Linked DNA regions of Bombyx mori: region 2 is linked to region 1. The links are chromatin contacts, called in public Hi-C maps. All regions are on one chromosome and are shown on one strand. Each heading gives the region's core, a stretch centred on a gene start, on an enhancer-like site or on the middle of the called end of the contact. The rest is flanking DNA. Distances are from core to core; before and after follow the strand shown.

What was found. A called contact is a pair of places that touch in the nucleus more often than the background predicts.
Region 2: a contact with region 1 is called in a Hi-C map of midgut, with 1.9 times the contacts expected there. The contact joins the enhancer-like site here to the promoter of LOC101745127 in region 1. A contact is called at or near these places in 3 of 7 Hi-C or Micro-C datasets (middle silk gland, midgut and whole pupa).

The regions. Positions count from the first base shown.
Region 1 is chr28:8,472,787-8,475,486 of ASM3026992v2, reverse strand. It overlaps LOC101745127 (cleavage and polyadenylation specificity factor subunit 1), which reads left to right and starts at 1,294. Exons shown (of 29, transcript XM_038021176.2): 1 at 1,294-1,865; 2 at 2,170-2,390. The coding sequence starts at 1,703.
Region 2 is chr28:8,536,350-8,539,049 of ASM3026992v2, reverse strand. LOC101745709 (ATP-dependent RNA helicase DHX30) reads right to left here. Exons shown (of 21, transcript XM_062676812.1): 8 at 1,345-1,462; 9 at 1-66. Among protein-coding and RNA genes, the nearest start is that of LOC134201610, 4.0 kb to the right of the region's middle. Within about 2 kb of position 1,394, at least 2 of the 8 cell types and tissues checked have open chromatin away from gene starts, as enhancers often do.

The DNA of each region.
Region 1 (2,700 bases), core at 45-2,544:
AGGAAGAGGCGCCTTAGTGTATGCTGTTCGCCGACGACATTGTTCTCGTTGGAGAGGAAGGGCCTGAGATACAGAGGAGATTGGCAAAATGGAAAGAAAGGTTGAAGATCAGTCGAACAAAAACCAAGCACATGTTTTGTGATTTTGGTGGTTCTTCAGACTTCACGCCAATCGCCTTAGATGGTGTATCCCTGCCAGTCTGCTCTGACTTCAAGTACCTCGGCTCTATACTCCAGAACGACGGCAACATAGACCGGGACGTCACAAATAGAATAAACGCTGGTTGGATGAAATGGCGACAGGTCTCTGCAACAGCATGCGATCGTAGAATGCCCCTTCAGCTCAAGGGCAAAATTTACAAAACGATCATTAGACCTGTCGTGCTGTATGGATCTGAGTGTTGGGCGACGAAAGTTAAGCATGAAAGAGGAGTGCATGCGGCAGAGATGCGAATGTTGAGATGGATGTGTGGAGTAACAAGAATGGATAAGATAAAGAATGAGTATATCAGAGGAAGTGTGAAAGTGGCCCCGGTAAACAACAAATTAAGGAGCGGACGGTTAGCGTGGTATGGACATGTGATGCGTAGAGAGAAGATGCATGTGACTAGGAGATGTATGGAAATGGTAGTGAAAGGTAGAGGGGGAAGAGGTCGACCGAAGAAGACATGGATGGAGTGTGTGAATGACGATATGAGAGAGAGAGGAGTGAGTGTTGAGATGACGGCTGATAGAAGAGAATGGAAGAGAAAAATTAGCTGTGCCGACCCCACATAGTGGGATAAGGTGGAGAAAAAGAAGAAGTAGACCTCTTGCACGTTGTCATAGACCCCTAGGGGTCGATATAGACCACTTTGGGAATCACTGCTTTAGACCATGAAACGTGGCAAAAATTTTGCCACTGAGCTCGGTATCCGGCTCTATTGTATGGTTTCCTTTACAGTAGCTTAGCTGGGGACCTTTTATATCTTACCCACAGGTGGGCTGAAGCTTTGGAGAGCCAAGGTCCTAGAGCTTCTCGCTGTGAGCCTTGATATCGCGAAGGTCTTTGTCGGAATAGACGGTAGCTACAAATTCATACAACTTAGATCCTTACGTTTACATCAAAAAGACCTTCTTACCGTAGATAATTCACATACACTCTTATAATTCTTTGGTAATTAGAATTATCTATGGCCGATATTTTAGAAATTATATAGAACAGACAAGGCTGGATGCGCTTAGATCCCCTTGCCTTTCTTAATAAGGAAATTTTTTACCAAAAAAAAATATCTATGGCCGATTGCAATTTTGGAACGTTCGGAAACAACTGGTAACTGGAACAAGTTAAATTTTTAAACCACACAAATAACTTCTTTTGTTTTATAAAAACGATATTGAACAATTCAAATGTTCATCGTGGATCTATACCACGAAACACTATTGTGTTAAAATTAAACGTATTCTTTTAATTTAAAATATACAAAACAAGTTCAAATAGTAAGAAAGAAATCAAGTTTCAGAACTGACATCAACAAAGCGACGATGTTTGATACAATGTTTTTCTCAGATTAAATTAGAGTTACTGAACAGCATTTTGTTAAATCAGGACCATATTTGATTGTTGTTATCTGTTTGTAAATTAATGATTCAAGCAAACATATCAGATTTTAGTGTTGAAAGTGTTTTAGTTCATAACCTCAAAATCGAACGTTTAACGAATAATGTTTTCGATTTGTCGAACGACTCATCCAGCGACTGGTATAGAGCACGCGGTTAGCTGTTATTTCTTTAACAATGACGAGGTTTGTCTGGTCACCGCCGGTGCCAATATCATCAAGGTCTTCAGGCTGCTGCCCGAAGGCCACACAAAAGAGATTAATGCAGGTTTGTTTTTTTAACTGCTTTCTGTTAAAAACTAGAATAGATAATATCCCTGCAAATATACTGTATGTTCAGTATGCGGTTCTAATTATTGTTGAAATGATAGAATCTTGGTTTACTAATTTCGAGCTGTGTTACTATAGCAGTGTCCGAATTCCTGGCTTAAAATTTTCCAATACAATACCTAATTAACATCTGGTCACAAATTACTGTCGCCATGAATGAATAACACCGTGTAATCGTCAGCTTCTACGTCTGACTAAAATAAAAATAAAACATTTTCTCATGTCATTATATACTTTTTCAGCCGGTCAGCCGATTCCCCCGAAGATGAAGTTGGAATGCTTAGCGACATATACATTATGGGGTAATGTGATGTCTTTAGCTTCTGTACGCTGTCAAAGTTCTGGTCGAGATATCCTGTTGGTTTCATTCAAAGAAGCTAAACTATCTGTGCTCCAATATGATCCACAGACCAATAACTTGGTGACATTGAGTATGCATTATTTTGAAGAGGATGATATGAAGGTATGTATACTGAGATTTGAACTGATTTTTGTATAATTATTTCCTAACGAAAATTAACTTTAAAGAAGCTGTCTGAGCTGGCATTATGATGCTTAGCTTGGTTGTGGCCTGAGCTGAGCTAGTAATAGTATTCAGAAGTGTATTATTATTATTACTCTTTTTTTTGCTTAGATGAGTGGACGAGCTCACAGCCCACCTGATTTTAAGTGGTTACTGAAGCACATAGACATCTACAACGTAAATGCGCCACCCACCTTGAGATATAAGTTCTAAGATCTCAGTATAGTCACAACGGCTGCCCCACCCTTCA
Region 2 (2,700 bases), core at 145-2,644, 63 kb before region 1:
TCACATCGGTGTTCACGTCCCTCTCGTGAGCCTCATCTATGAGCACGTGAGTGCAGCCTACGAGACCTGAAAAAAAAACAAGTTTAGGGTCTTTGTTTGGGCAAGCAATGTAGGACAAAGTCGACTGGCACGGAGTCAACGACCCCTAGTGAAACATTAACTTACGTAACAGATCAGATTTTAGGATATTTTTTTGGGCAAGCAATGTAGGACAAAGTCAAATGGCGCGGAGTCAACGACCCCCTAGTGAAACGTTAACTTACGTGACAGACAAGTGATGCTTGTCTGAACCTTTGTATTGATAAAGCACGTCTTGGCAGTTCTGATATCATAAATTATCTTTGTATCTTTTCTTTTCACGTCTTTCGATCTCAATCCGACTTTATTGCATAGGCGAACGAGCTTACAGCTCATCTAGGGTTAAGTTCTCGCCGGAGCCCATGGACATCACGATGAGACTAAAAGTCTAAATTACTATACAAACAGCTGTGTCACCACTGTGCTCGCCATGTAAACATTTTTGCATATATCATGGTATACTTATTTTTGGAGTCAACGCAGCATCAATCGCGTTTGAGTGGTAACCACGTAGCAGGTGAAGATCTGGTCGTGGAGAGCTAGATGAGACAACTTGTGATGATTATGATGATGATTCATCCGACCGATTTCAGCCATGGCGACCACTTTGACCCCTAACCGTCGATTTGGCGCTCGGAGATGGCTTATATAGCCTATTTTCAGGGCAAAACTTGTGAAGACCCTATGTTCCAGCAAGGTACCCTACTAATTGGCAACTACGTCACAGCTATGGCAACGCAAACGTCGATTTTTTTATTTATTGCTAGGTAGTTGGACGAGCTCACAGCCCACCTGATGTTAGGTGGTTACTGGAGCCCATAGACATCTACAACGTAGACGCGCCACCCACCTTGAGATATAAGTTCTAAGGTCTCAAGTATAGTTACAACGGCTGCCCCACCCTTCAAACCGAAACGCATTACTGCTTCACGGCAGAAATAGGCAGGGCGGTGGTACCTACTCGTGTGGACTCACAAGAGGTCCTACCACCAGTAATTACGCAAATTATAATTTTGCAGGTTTCATTTTTATTACACGATGTTATTCCTTCACCGTGGAAGTCAATCGTGAACATTTGTTGAGTCCATAATTCATTAGAAAAATTGGTACCCGCCTGAGATTCGAACACCGGTGCATCGCTCGACACGAGTGCACCGGACGTCTTATCCGTTAGGCCACGACGACTTCAAGGTAACTAATTGCTGACAATCTGGCGGTAATTACATCTCGTCGGCATGATCGGGTTACAAGGCAGTACGTACCAACCTGGGTTGGCCTGCAGCCTCCTCAGCAGGACCCCGCTGGTGCAGTAGAGCACGGAGCCGGCGGGTGGCCGCGGCGGCTTCGAGTGCAAGCGCACTTGATAACCGACTGTTTCTCCAACCTGGAAATTCAGATGTTCACGAGAAGACGAAAACACTTGGTAATCAGGCAATAATAGATCTGAATCGCACTATTGATATTTAAAAAAAATTATGATTATAGAGGTCAGGTATGCCAAAAACCATTTTGACACTATATCCAACCCTGAAAATGGACGACTTGGCTGCACCCTTGGCATTGCTGACGTCCATGAGCGACAATAACCACTAACCATCAGGTGGACCGTATGCTTGTATGCCTACAAAGACAATAAAACAATAATGAAGTCAGAACAACTTTGTGGTTTATATTGTGCTTTACATGCAGAATGTTCTGAAGAATTCTTTGAGAAGATCCCTACATCTCGTCTTTAACATCGCACCGGGCTCAACTCCGGACTTCATCTCTTCGATGTTAAGTCGTCGTGGCCGAAAAGATAAGACGTCCGGTGCATTCGTGTTGAAGCGATGCACCGGTGTTCGAATCCAGCAGGCGGGTACCAATTTTTCTAATGAAATACATACTCAACAAATGTTCACGATTGACTTCCACGGTGAAGGAATAACATCGTGTAATAAAAGTGAAACCCGCAAAATTATAATTTGCGTAATTACTGGTGGTAGGACCTGTTGTGAGTCCGCGCGGGTAGGTACCACCGCCTTGCCTATTTCTGCCGTGAAGCAGTAATGCGTTTCGGTTTGAAGGGTGGGGCAGCCGTTGTAACTATACTGAGACCTTACAACTTATATCTCAAGGTGGGTGGCGCATTTACGTTGTAGATGTCTATGGGCTCCAGTAACCACTTAACACCAGGTGGGCTGTGAGCTCGTCCACACATCTAAGCAATAAAAAAAAAAAACTTCATCCATACTGCCTTGTAGCACGTTTGTCTACAGTGAGTTTCCAGAAATTTGTTCAGTAACGTACCCTGATGTTTTGGGGTGAAATTCCCTCTGCAGTAATTCCTGAACGCTATAACATATGTCCTTCTCAAACGAGGATCACTCAGCGATAGGCAGCGGCTCGGCTCTATCCCTAGCATTGTTGATGTCCATGGTAACTGGTGGTAGGACCTTTTGTGAGTCCGCACGGGTAGATACCACCACCCTGCCTATTTCTGCCGTGAAGCAGTAATGCGTTTCGGTTTGAAGGGTCGGCAGCCGTTGTAACTATACTAAGACCTTAGAACTTATATCTAAAGGTGGCTGGTGCCTTTACGTTGTAGATGTCTATGGGCTCCAGTAATCACTTAACACCAGG